Linked DNA regions of Mus musculus: regions 1 and 3 are each linked to region 2. Evidence: chromatin contacts called from public Hi-C data. All regions are on one chromosome and are shown on one strand. Each heading gives the region's core, a stretch centred on a gene start, on an enhancer-like site or on the middle of the called end of the contact. The rest is flanking DNA. Distances are from core to core; before and after follow the strand shown.

Evidence for each region. Hi-C and Micro-C count contacts between places; a contact is called where the count stands out from the background.
Region 1: a Hi-C map of cerebral cortex shows a contact between it and region 2, with 3 times the contacts expected there. The contact joins two enhancer-like sites. A contact is called at or near these places in 2 of 39 promoter capture datasets (cranial neural crest and maxillary cranial neural crest), 1 of 484 Hi-C or Micro-C datasets (cerebral cortex), 3 of 115 datasets of contacts at active chromatin or transcription factors (all in embryonic stem cells) and 1 of 9 other capture datasets (embryonic stem cells).
Region 3: a contact with region 2 is called in a Hi-C map of cortical neurons, with 2.9 times the contacts expected there. The contact joins two enhancer-like sites. A contact is called at or near these places in 1 of 484 Hi-C or Micro-C datasets (cortical neurons) and 1 of 115 datasets of contacts at active chromatin or transcription factors (embryonic stem cells).

The regions. Positions count from the first base shown.
Region 1 is chr16:9,751,625-9,755,804 of GRCm38.p6, reverse strand. The region is part of intron 4 of Grin2a (glutamate receptor, ionotropic, NMDA2A (epsilon 1)); the gene reads left to right. Among named protein-coding and RNA genes, the nearest start is that of Grin2a, 240 kb to the left of the region's middle. Within about 2 kb of position 2,429, at least 13 of the 459 cell types and tissues checked have an H3K27ac peak or open chromatin away from gene starts, as enhancers often do. A contact at or near this core is called in cerebral cortex, where this site is marked.
Region 2 is chr16:8,936,414-8,941,291 of GRCm38.p6, reverse strand. No RefSeq gene overlaps it. Among named protein-coding and RNA genes, the nearest start is that of Gm30371, 22 kb to the left of the region's middle. Within about 2 kb of position 2,566, at least 31 of the 459 cell types and tissues checked have an H3K27ac peak or open chromatin away from gene starts, as enhancers often do. A contact at or near this core is called in cerebral cortex and cortical neurons, where this site is marked.
Region 3 is chr16:9,532,041-9,536,467 of GRCm38.p6, reverse strand. No RefSeq gene overlaps it. Among named protein-coding and RNA genes, the nearest start is that of Gm41418, 250 kb to the right of the region's middle. Within about 2 kb of position 2,802, at least 12 of the 459 cell types and tissues checked have an H3K27ac peak or open chromatin away from gene starts, as enhancers often do. A contact at or near this core is called in cortical neurons, where this site is marked.

The DNA of each region.
Region 1 (4,180 bases), core at 1,180-3,679, 810 kb before region 2:
AGTTTGGACTGTAGTTCTGTGGTTTTATGGGATGGAGAGAGTTGTATTTCTGCTGTGAGTGTACACATATGTGTTGATTTGGTGAATGTCCATGTATGTGTGGCCACTCTATCAAATTGGTATGGGGACACCTTTTAGACTTAGGGAAACAGAAGACTTTAAAAGGAGATTGAGTGCTTTTCTGGCAAAATCTTGTCATGGTGGGAAAGACCCTGTGATTGCACTATGTGTGGAGCAGGCTGGACTTTGAATGTATTACAAACCCACCAAACGTAACATACCTACCACTCTGAATGCCAGCTTTCTTCTGAGGTTAGACAGCTCTGCCCCACTTTATCGCCTCTCTTTCTCGTGCCTACACACACACATTCTCTCTCTCTCTCTCTCTCTCTCTCTCTCTCTCTCTCTCTCTCCTGTGTGTGTGTGTGCTTGTGTGTATGTGTGTGCATATTATCTTTTTATCTTAGCATAATTAAATGGACCTTTACATGCAGACCGATTAGTGTGGTTCCTGATCAGTACCTGACGTCCACGAATATTCATCAAGCGATCACAGCTTTCTACAGTCATTCCTGTAATTTATACTGGTCATGCGGCAAGCTATGCACAAAGCAGGGGAGAGAGATGCCAGACCTGCCTGTCCTGGTGCCTTAAAATCTTATTATAAATATAAATGGGGTGTGTTTTTTATCTAGAAATCTGAAAGCAACTTTGTTAAAAGTGAGTTCTTGCCCCATGTTGGTTGGCCACTTTGTTGTAGTTGATATTTAATCTCAACTGGGATGGGGGCTTCTACTCAGCTTTTGGTCATTCAGTTTCCAGATAAAAGACACACAACCTTATATTTATAATAAGTCTTTAAAGCATTAGAGCTGGGCAGATATCCACCCTCTGTGCTATTAGAATCTATTTCCCCATCAGTATGATTTCCCATGTCCCATAGGCTGCTCTTACTCCCCAGTCAACCCACATGGCCAGTTCTCATGATCCCTTATCCCATGGTGTCTTTCCACCTGGTCCTTTCTCAGACCCCAAGCCAAGGAGCCCCGACCTCACCTACATGTCTTCTGCCTAGCTGTTGTCTGTAGGCATCTTTATTCACCAATCAGAGATAACCGTGAGAGTGGGGACAAGGTTACACAGCATACTTATGTGCACACAGATTCTCTCATCCCGGGGGCAACCAGGCCTGGGGGCTGGTGTTTAGCATTACAACACATAACAACAGACCAAACTTCAACACAGCTGCATGTCCCAGTTTCACTTTTTTAGGACTTATTTTATCTTTTCATCTTGTGCCTGTGTTTGTGTGAGAGTATGTGCACATGAGTACAGACAGGTACCAGTGGAGGCCAGAAGAGGGTGTCGCATCCCCTGGATCTAGATTCATAAGTTGTTATGAGCTGTGTGATCTGGGTGCTGGGAACTGAATGTGAATCCCGTGCAAGACCATGAACCACCTTTAACTACGGATGGGTCCAGCCTCAGGCTTTATTTGATAATGACTGCCTTACACCCTTTGTTGTGTGGCTGCTGTTTTAGTTGCTGCAGTGGAATGTGAAGAATTCACTGCATTGGAAACACTTGGGTACATCTCCAGCACAAAGGAAGGGGAGAAACACCCTCTACTGCTTTTATGGATTCGTATCTGAAAGAACCTTATCTGAGCGTCTCTTCTATCAACTACCTGACCCTGGAAATCAGGCTTCTGCTCAAAGCAAGAGCACTGTAAGTTCCCCTAACAGGAAAGGGGAAAGAGTCAGAGTGGTCCTGAGTTCAACCCCTGTCCAGGTAACACTAACACTCCCCCTTGATGCAGTCCAAGGAAGTGGAACAAAAAAAGGTTCCAGGTTTAATGGCCCACTGAAAGACTGCACTAAACCTGCTTGGCGTGTTTTTATTTGATAATCAGAGTTCTCACTGTTGGTTTCTTTTAAAATGCCAATAAAAGATCCTGCTTGGTTGATTCTCCAAGCTTGATGGCACTCAAGCTTCCCTGGGTGAATGTGATAACTCTTTGCAAATATTTATCAGTGGGATCAGCATTTGCTGCACAAACATTTCTGGCAATGCGCTAGCTACCCCAGAGAACACAGTATCCTGTGGGCCTCTGCTGTTTCTGTTGATGGGGACCCTTAATTCAGGGACAGGAAGTGTGACCCAGAGTAAGTCAGCAAAGAAGAGGTGTAATGAGAGAACACAGGGGCAGATGCCAAACTGAGACAAGGTATTCTGCAGCAGGCTCTGACTGTAGAATGTAGATCTCTAAACAGTGCCCTGCCTCTGCTGGGCAAGTGACTTAACTTGTCCGTCTCCTTATTTGCAAACGTGAGACCAACCGAAGCATCTGTGGGGAAGGTGGTGCCGATGACACATGTGTGAACACCCAGGGTACAGTTGGTACTTTGCAGGGTACACTTCTTGATGTTGCCTCCCTCCTGTGTCTTGCTGGACCCAGGACGGGTGGGTTGAGTGCTCTGGGTATCGAGTCCCGTAGCTTAGTCAGCAGCGTCCTTCCTGGAACCCAGCCTTCTCTCTTCTGGCTGGAAGTCAAAAGCACCGTATGCCAACCCCGCAATGGCAGTCAATCATTTCCAATTGGCATCCAGTGAATAGCTCGACAAATGGTGGAAACTTGATTTTGGCAACTCAGAAGAAGCAGCAGTTGGCTGCGACTTTACCTTGGTTAGGTGGCTTGGGTTATTGGTGGGGGAGGGTCACACAAGAGTACAAATACTCTTCAGATTTGCCTAAGGCCAGATGTAAGTCTTGGAACCAGCACACACCTAGCAAAGGAGACATATGGATTCCTTTCCTTCAGGGTGGAGTACTGGAGATACGGTCATTCTGAAACCTGGTCACTTAGTAATATATAGTGATGCTTGCTGTGGCCCAGCTCAGTGAGGAGATAAAGTAAATACAAGTACTACCTTCATTACTTGGGGGCCGGCTGGCAGAGTGCATATTGGGAGTGGGAGGTCTCAGTGTATAAACACGGAGACCAGCCAGGAGGCAATGGCAGGGATGGCAACTTAGAGGAGTTCCAGCCAAGCTTCTAAAAGGAAGTGATTCGCTTAGCGCTCACTGGGTACCAAGGTAACCAGCACTGATGGACGAGTATGACATAATGAAGAGAAAAGTATTTCAGACTTCGCAGCTGGGTGGATGGCTACGTCTTTTACTAAACACAAGAAGCTGACAAAGAAACATTGTGGGGTGGGTAAGAAGCAGAGATATGTACATTTCAGACATGTTGAATTGAATATGCTTTTGAAGGATTCAAGTGGAAATCTCAAGTAGGCAACTTAAGAGGAGAGACTGTATTCACATCAAAAATATACAATTCTTGGGCTTTGAGATTATCAATGGCTTTTGCAGTCCCCAAATTGAGTGAAGTTTCTGTTCTGCTTTGAGTGCAAAATGTCCCCTATAAGCTTGTATACAATGGGTCTCCAGCTGCTGGGGACCCACACTGTTTGGGAGGGTTGTGGAACCTTCCGGAGGAGGAGCCTTATTAAGATTTAATAGCCTGGCCTTATTTTCTGTCTCCTCACTGTGATCTGTGTGACCAGATGTCCAAGTTTCTTCCCTGCCATAATGGATAGTGTCCTTAAACTGAAAGCCAAAACAATCTTTTGCAACTGTAAGTGGCTACTTAGTAGGTATTTGTGAATAGCAATAAGAAAGATAACTAATACAATCACTTATGGGAAAATGAAAAATCCAAAGAGGATGTCCGCTCATATTAACATGTGCCTTCATATTCATTCCTGGGAAGGAGAGAAATGTTGCGTTGTGGCTTGCAGCTGCCCCTCCTCACAGGAGATTCTGGCCCCGTGTTTGATGCTGTGGAGGAGCCTGGTGGGTATCTTGTAGCATCAAGTACCTGCTCCACATAGAGGCAGGTACTGGGACTCTTTCAAAGATGTCATGACTGTGGCCACTGGTGACATATCTTGGCTCACTGCAACCTTGCAGAGTCACAGCAGGAGCTTCGATCAATACTAGGAGAAAATAAAAAGTCCCGTGCGGCGAACTATCAGACCGCTCATCTCAGCCCTTTGAGTCATAGGCAGCCAACCCCGTATCTTACCGACAGAGCCTGAGCTAGGTATACGGAGCCTGAGCTAGGATGCAGGTGGCAAGCCACATGCTTGATCTGGATTGATGAGGACGTGAG
Region 2 (4,878 bases), core at 1,317-3,816:
ACAGCAACCTACAGATTGGGAAAGGATCTTACTAACCCTACAACATGACAGAGGGCTAATATCCAAAATATACAAAGAACTCAAGAAGTTAACTTCCAAAAAGCCAAATAACCCAATTAAAAATGAAGTACAGAGCTAACAAGAGAATTCTCAACAGAGGAATCTCGAATGGCAGAGAAGCACTTAAAGAAAACTCCAATATCCTTACTCATCAGGGAAATGCAAATCAAAACGACCCTGAGATTCTACCTTATACCAATCAGAATGACTAAGATCAAAAACTCAAGAGATAACAGATGCTGGCAAGGATGTGGGGGAAAAAAGGAACACTCCTCCATTGCTGGTGGGATTGCAAACTGGTACAACCACTGTGGAAATCAACCTGACAGTTCCTAGAAAATCAGAAATAGTTCTACCTGAAGTTATACCCAACTATACCACTCCTGGGCATACAACCAAAAGATGCCCCACCACACCACAAGGAAACATGGTGTACTATGTTCAGAGCAGCCTTATGTATAATAGCCAGAAACTGGAAACAACCCAGATGTCTCTCAATTGAAGAATGGATGCAGAAAATGTGGTTAATTTACATAATGGAATACTATTCAGCTATTAAAAATGAGGACTTCATGAATTTTGTGGGCAAATGGATGGAACCAGAAAATATCCTGAGTGAGGTAACCCAGACCCAAAAGGACATGTACGGTATGCACTCACTGATAAGTGAATACTAGCCAAAGAGTACACAAGGTCTTTTTCCTCAACAGCCTCCCTGGGACCAGGGGACATGGAGGAACTGTCCCAGAAGGATGAGTGACTGGTTGTGGCCAAGTCTCTCCAGGCCACAGCCTGAAGTTTCCAGAGATGCAAGCTCCTCTCTGGTTAATGGGATTCCAAGGAGGAGACACAAAATGATTACATTCTTGCTTCTAGAACATCCATTAGTCAGATGAGTCAGAGAAAGGCCTTTGTGTGCTTCAGGAGGTCAAAAGACAAGTGGGTAGGAGAAGGCCAGGGGGGCTGTGGATTTCCTTTAGTTTCAGAGCACTCAGACTGCCAAATCCCTGTACTCTGAGTTGTTATTTTCTGGGCCCAAAAAAAAAAAAAAAAAAAAAAAGGGCTGAGTGGCCAGAATGCTGGAGACTCAATGGCAGAGTCCTCTGTCAGGGAACTTGGGGTGAGCTATCTGCCAGGCTGATGGGCTTCACTGTGGCTCATTGGTCAGCTCCCTCCAGCAATGAATGGAGGAGATAGGCTGATGCCTTCTGTCAGCTCTCTCAGCTCTCACTGCCTGAGAACAGCCCAGCCCTGCAGCTGGGTATGTCTGCTGGGGATTGAAGCCGGTTCCCCTTTGCTGTCAGATCTCATGGCCTACAGCCTAAGTGTATCTCCACTGAAGTCCACAGGAGCACAGAGGTGGGGGTGGGGATGCACTGTTTTCCCAGCATCCACAAAGCCCAGGTTCAATCTCCAACACAGTTTAAATTCTGCATGGTGGAATATGCCTGTTGGTTGGGGAGTAGAGGCAGAGGATGAGAAGTTCAAGGTCAGCTTGGGTTACAAAATGTGTTCAAAGTCAGTCTGGGCTGTACGCGGTCCTGCCTTAGGGGGAAAAAAAATACAGAAGCCATCCTAGATGTCCTGCCCCACTGAGTTTCCAGATGGTTCCAGCCACAAGAGAACCCAGCCAGAGCCCCAGCTGAGCCCAGTCAGCACACAGAAGCCTGGGAGAGAATGGCAAACTGATGTGTAAAGCAACCAGGTTTCACAGCAAGAGGTAACCAGAATGAGCTAGGATAATTAAGTTAGAGTCGTCCCAAAGCACTAAGGGTTCCATACGTGTCAGCAAATTCGCTCCTACTATGATCTCCATCTGACAAATGAAGAAATCGGGATTCCGAGAGAATGGCACTGAGCTGGGAGCTGCACAGCGGGGACTCCAGCCCCAGGTCTGCCTAACTCTGACTCCTGCTGTGCCCTTGGCCCTGGAGCTCCAGCCCCAGGTCTGCCTGACTCTCATTCCTGCTGTTCCCTTGGCCCTGGAACAGGTTCTAACCCTCTGTTCTGGCTGGTTTTGTGTGTCAACTTAACACAAACTGGAGTTATCACAGAGAAAGGAGCCTCCCTTGAGGAAAAGCCTCCGTGAGATCCAGCTGTGGGGCATTTTCTCAATTAGTGATCAAGTGGAGAGGGCCCCTTGTGGGTGGTGCCATCCCTGGGCTCGTAGTCTTGGTTCTGTAAGAAAGCAAGCTGAGCAAACCAGGGAAAGCAAGCCGGTAAGTAACATCCCTCCATGGCCTCTGCATCAGCTCCTGCTTCCTGACCTGCTTGAGTTCCAGTCCTGACTTCCTTTGGTGTGAACAGCAACGTGGAAGTGTAAGCTGAATAAACCCTTTCCTCCCCAACTTGCGTCTTGGTCATGATGTTTGTGCAGGAATAGCAATTCTGACTAAGATGCTCTCAAAGCCTGCTGGAACTGAAGCTCGTTGCATTCCTCCCTGGCAGCCCAGCTTGTATCTTTCTCTGCCAGATGACTCACTAGGAAAGGTCTACCAGGCACGGATGACACAGAGAGCAAAGCTAGTTCTAGTTCCCACTGCTCAGTGCTGCCCCTCCCCCACCATCCCAGCTCGGCACACAGAACCAAGCACAAGAGCTTGCTCCTTTCTCTGGGCAAGCGCCCAGCACTGCAAGGATTCCCAGACAGGAGATTGGCACCTAGCAAGAAGTATGTCAGACCTGGAAGAATCCTTTCCACAGGAGCCTGCAGCACTCAGGCTCCTGAAAGGAGAGCACATGTAGCCCAGGTTAGCCTCAAGCCCACAGCTTGAGGCTATCTTATTGCCTCAGTTTCCCCAGTGCTAAGATCACAGGCCTGCACCACCAGACTCAGTTCCCAGTAATAAACAACCTTTGATCCCTCACGCTGACACCTGCAGAGAGGTCACTGACTCGCCTTTCAGGTAAGAAAACCAACACGAGAAGCTGTGCTTCTACCTGCTGCAGCTCTCACCAAATGACCAGAGTCAAACTTCCATCTATCCAGCTCTGAACCCTCATGCCTGCCTCTGTTGCGACAAGCTTCCTCGCCAAGCCTGCATCAGCGGGCACTACTTGAGACCCAGAGATCTGTCCCAAAGCCAGAAGATGGATGCAGCTAATTTCCATTAGGAATAATGGAAGAGAGAAAAGACTGTTTTTCTTATAATTAGAAGAGAATTCAGCCGTCACAGCCAACGAGTCCAATATCTCAGCTTATGTAACACAAGAAAGAAAAGGCAAATGGATGCAATTAGGGGAGAGAAGAACCGACTTGGCCTCACAGGTGATGAGGGTGCGGAGTGATTCAGAATAGAAATGTCTCTGCTGCCCGCCCCAGTAGATTTCAGATCCTCATAGCCAAGCATGAGGCCGAGTCTCTCGATGACCTGGAATTTGCCAATTTAGATGAGATTTGCTGACCAGAAAACCCCAGGATCCACCTGTCTCCACCTCCCCAGGATTGAGACTACAAATATATGATCTTCATGTCTGACTTTTGTATGGCGATCTAAACTCAGGTTCTCACATGTGTGTGATACGCACTTCACCCACTGGTGCGTCCCCTCTGGTGCTTCTTAAGGGTCTGTGTTTGCTCCGAATATGTGTTTGCACAGACCTAAATCCCAGTTCTGTCATGTGGTAGCAGCAGGACACTGGGAAGGGGATTGTCCTGCTGATTTTGGATCTGTAAGGAGTCTGGGTAACTTCTTCAGGACCGACACAAAGGCCCTAGGAGGAACGCTTAGAGAACCAAGGCACATCCCTGTCCTTATTACTCCTGCTTTTCTCTCCAGCATTTATCCCCAAGAGGTAAGGGGGCCTGGGAGCACCTGGGAGCGCAGGGAGGATGTGCTCAGGGACTAGTCTCACCCAACTCCTCCCTCAGTCTCTCTTCTTGGCTATCGATTGCAGCAACACCTGCATTTTTTTTTTTTGTTTCTTAAAAAAAAAATCAATGTTCCATTAGCTAACATGTTTCAGAGCTGTCCAACACAGGCAGCTATTGGGAGCTTACTGGGGCTATAGGGCCAGAACTAAGGCTCAGTCCTAACAGATGCAGGCCTTTTTAGACAAATGGGTCCCCAATGTGAGCCAGTGAGCTTCAGGCTCTTTGTATTGCCCTCGATGCCTCTCTCCATTGGAACTCATATCAGCCACAAAGAAATTGCTGCAGAATTAACCCTTTGAAGAAATTCATTTATTTGACAAACCCTCATGGAGTCCTTGCTTGGCATGAAGCCCTGGGTTCCATAGTCAGCACTGCATAAACCAAGTATGGTACCCATGCTTGTAATCTCAGATTCAAGAGGTTGTTGTCCTTGGCCATATAACAGGTTAGAGGCCAACTTGAGCTGTGTCTTAGTTAAGGTTTCCACAGCTGTGAAGAGACATTGCTTATTCAATTGCTCAAACAAGAAGCTCATCTTGCCTATTAACTCATTCCCCCCTCAGGCATTCTCTCCTTCCATTCCCTCAGTGACAAGAGAACCCACAGACAGTTAAAAGAGACTACACCACCTTTCTGGTCCTTGCAGGAGTTGGAAGTCACAAGACAAGGCATGGTCTTTCAGTAAAGGGTGTGAATTAAGCATCAGACCTCCATTCTTGTACAAAAAAGAATTCCATTCATGTCCAGACAATGGAATCCCATTAGAGCCTCCAGCTGAATAGAAGGCCTAAAACACAGATGTCCTCAGAAGTCACTCCCCTGCAGGAAGCCCCTAGGCTTAAAGGAAGATCTCAACCTCCTTCCTGTCTCATGTCCATCCTGGATTAAATAATCAGAGAGCCATCCCTCTGCCAGCCTGCTGCCAGGACAGGCTGGTTCTCACC
Region 3 (4,427 bases), core at 1,553-4,052, 590 kb before region 2:
TTCTGAGGTGTCAAAGGAAATGAGCCATTAAAGTGTATCAGGACCTGGATATGTGTTAATATTCTAGTTAGAAGCTGGGATCAGTCCAACCAGAAAGAGGTGCCCCGTCCCCGGCACCAGCCACCAAACAGCACACATTTTATTTTTCAAAATGAAGCTTTGGCAGACATTTAAGAAGGAAAGAGGGGGAGGCTTTTATTTGTTTGCTTGCTTATTTTTATCAAAACAGAGTCTTACAACGTAGCCCAGGCTCACTTCAAACTCACAAGCCTTTCCCGTCAGCCTCTTGTGGGCTGTGATTACAGCTGTGTTCCACCATGACCTTCTTGGGGGAATCTTTATTTCCTCTCTGTCCCAAACCCTGATCTGACTTAAAAGTCTTAAGTATTGCTAGGTGTTGAGACAGCAAGCAAAAATACTTCCTGGCTAGATGCTCTGACTGTTCATGCTACTGTGAAATTGTTCTCCAGAGGGATGTGGCTTCATTTGCCACGCTAGAACCTGAGCCACAGCAATTGGAAGGGATCAGCCTGGAGTCCAAGACCCTTCCTAAGGAATGACAGTCTAACCTGCTGGTAATTTTTAAAGAAAAGCATCTTTTATCTCCTGTCTTGGAATGACCCTATGTTTTAGATATGCCCACATGGCTGAATTGTTGGGGCTATACATACTAGATCTGACACATAGCCATCAAGGCCCAGACACTCCCCCACCCCTCAGTGCTCACAGATTACATTCACTGGGCTGCACCAAAAGTGGACAAGCCATAGGTAGCGCACATGTGCATTTGCTAGACCTAGTTCTATTCTAAGCACACTCATAACAAGGACTGAAACTTAGAGGGAGCTAGGCACTTCCTTTGAGTTGAAACACTCACTCCAAAAGGAAGGAGACCCCAAAAACTCAGGAGGCTCATAGGCTCTTAAGCAGGCCTCCCCATGGTAATGTGATATAAACCATGACATCACTGGGGTGGAGGAGGAGACTCTTCAAAGAAGCTGCCCATGAGTAACGCAAAAGGTTCAAGGATACAGATTTTGGGATCTTCATCCATGCTGGAATGGGCTCTTTGGTGATGCAGCTGTGTGAGTCACTCGGGCTCCTGAAAGTACCTCAGTAAGTTCACTGTGTCACTACGCTGGACTTGCATGGAATCATTTCTTTGGTCTTTTGCTGCCCTTCATCTGGATGAACTCACTGAGTCAGCTGACTTGCTTTGCAATATTCACGGGAAGCCAATAGATCTGTGGACATCGGTTTTAAATTTGTGGAAACTAAAGCTCAAGGAAACAGTGGTTCATCTAAGGCCCCTGGGTTAGTGGCACATTTCAGGTTTCAAATCCAGGCAGTCTGACCCCAGGGTTTGAGTTAGAGCCAGTTTTACAGATGTCCCACCGAATAGAAGCCATATCATCCAAATAGAATCCAGTATCATCATGACTGGATTCATCTGACCTACATGCTTAGTGTGTGCCAGACATTGTAAGATATAATTATTTATCTAAACCATAGGCAAAATTACATTTTATCTATAGGAAGCCTGAGGCTCAGAGCCTAAGTATGCTTTTAAGCCACTCAAGAGCCTGTTATTCACACTTAAGTCTTGAGGAGCAAAAAACTCCACTAACCAGAACTTCTTCCAAGTAGAGCTGATCTGATAATTCAATCAATCAATCAATCAATCAATCAATCAATTCTGAGAATGCTTTCCTGAGATATCTGTGTGTTACATGAATGAGTAGCAGAATTGAGGCTGCAAGATGGTTCTGAATGTTGACACAAATATTTATTTATTACATCCACACTAAGGTTGGGAAGACAGCTGGAAGGACACATTCATGTGCAACACGTGCACGACAAAGCAGAAGTCAACCTGCCCCACAGAGCCAGGCACGGAAGGCCACTGCTATACATAGGGTGAATGATATTACTTTTAGGTGGCCAGGGTGCTATTGAGGCACCAGGAAAGGCCTCACTCGGGCTTGATGGTGACATGGGATTGCTAAGTGCCTTATCTGTTGTGCCCTTAGAACCTTAAGTTAGAATTATGACTTTAGGCTGAAAGTTTCCTGTAGCTAGCCGTGTGGCTAGGGTTCACAGTGAGCTTGTTTGCTTCCAAGCAAAGGGGATGGGCACTACAGAGGAGTCCTGGAGCCCAGTCTGCTCCCTGGGGTTTCTTCCTTCCTGGTGATGCTAGCTGGCAGCTTTTCCATCGCTTTGAAGGAGGCTTTGCTAGGGAAGCAATTATTGTCTGTATGGAAGCCTGTAGGTGAAGAGACAGCAAAGACTCCCGAGGGAATGCTGAGATGTGAATGAGCGCAGGGTCTTCAAGACAGGAACTAATTTGAAAAGCATGCAGATTAAATTTGTGCCAGAGCTTGCCTGACAGGTTGGGGTTAGAGTGTGGCTGTGCCCCTTTATAATCTGTGCTGCCCAGGGAAAGATTTATTCTGGAAAGGAAAACAAAACAAAACAGGCCTTTAAGTCCTCCTCTGAAACTCTTAGCACGCTTTCTCTCCCAGGACGCAGATCTCCTGGCTCCCCAGCCCACTCCCCATGGCTGTGAAAAGCTGCGGGTAGAAATCTGCCCCTATTCCTGAGACAGCTCTGTTGCCCCATCTGCCTTCCTACGTCACCCGTGTCAGATGTTGTGACCTTGGTACATTGCCCTCCAGTGCTGAGACAATAGACAAGAAAAACAGAAGTGTATAGACTATGGGATCTCTCTGAGTTTGGGGGATGAACAGTGTCTATCAGGGAGTGACCTTGCTTGAAGTGGCATCATGGTTATTAACCAGTCTCCTTGGAGTCCAAACCCTCTCGTCACCATGGCAACCTAGTAACAAAGAGGATCAGAAGCAAGCACTCCTTGGATATTCTGAAAGTTTGGCACCTACTGCTATTTTCAGTGCTCTGCTTTGAAGATGCCTTGTTTTATATCCATGGGCCTAAGCAACTACCTGAAGAATGAGAGGAAAAAAAAAAGAAGAGAATGTCATGCCTATCTTCAAACAATTAGTAGTCAGTAGTATAAATGCCCCAACGAATGAAAATCAATTATGCAAGTAGATGACCATGCACTTCATTATCCTCCAGATGATGTCAACTCTCTGACTATGACAGAAAGCCGGTTACACTGAGTGTAAGGATATTGTCAGAGAAAATAGTATTTGGATTCCCCCATCCCAACCCTGCTTAGCTATTATTGAACCTTCTTGTAATTAATGCAATGCCCAACTAATGCTGGCTTATTAATATTCTTTAGCACATGGCACCTCTGGGAACTTTAAGTTCAATGTTGCCATGAGGCTTTGAAATACCCAGGGCTGAGAGGGCTCCTTTCAGGAATAATGAGCTTTTTGAGCCCAGCCTGCTTGCCTGTTTTCTGTATCCTTCACGATGGATCTGTCAGCTGCCCATCTCCCACCTGTTCCCAACCAGCTCTGCATCTTCTTTTAGTTGTGCACACAACATGAGCTCATTTGTCTCCACTGCAGGCTTCAGAGGCTTGGGCTGGCTTTGATGATTGCTGGCGATGTTATGTTTGCATGCTCTGTTGTAGTCTGACATTCCTGTCGCTGGCTCCACCTTCATTCCTCGATGTGGATTTAGACAGCCAGTGTGTCTGAAAAATAACCACTGGTGTCCCAATGACACGACACATATTTTCAGTAAAAGGGAAGAAACTCTCTTCATTTCATAATTGTCTAAGATATGGGAAGTTGGCAACTGGCCCAAGAAAAGAATGACCTTCTGAACATATGACTCAGGACTCTTAGATATCTGGTCAGGAAGCAGCAAGATGCTATGCAATCGACCAGGGTTCATAGTGCATGTAGACCATTAGACCAACAGTAACCTTAATTGGTTAATAGCTCAACATGAAGGCTTGTGGGGTTGATACAGATGTATGAATGTGAAATTCATCTCACGTAAGACACTTGAAGACTATAGTGGAGCTCAGTCAGCAGACGGCTTGTCTACCATGCATGCTGCTTTGGGCCCAACCCCAAGCACTTTATCAACTGGCTCTAAACTGGAGGCCATGGCTATAATCTTAGCACTCACGAGCAGGAGGCATGATGTCATCCTATTTGACATAGCAGGTTCAGTACTAGCCTAGGCTACATGAAATGATCATGTGTCAAAAATTAAGTAAGCAGTCGAGAGAACACAACATCTTAGTCTTCTTCCTCAGAGGCAACTGATATTTCCACGGATCCTGCTGACATTCCCTGCCTGCAGGAGCCAAGTACAGATACCCAGCAGAGAACGAGTCCCAAGGACTCACAATGAACACTATTCACACAATAGGCAGCTCAGCATAAGTCCATGACTGACCAGTTCAAGGTCCAGCAAGACTGAGATAGTCATTGTGAATTTAGGAAGCTTGTATAGATGCTAGGTTTGCCTTGTTCTTGTATACT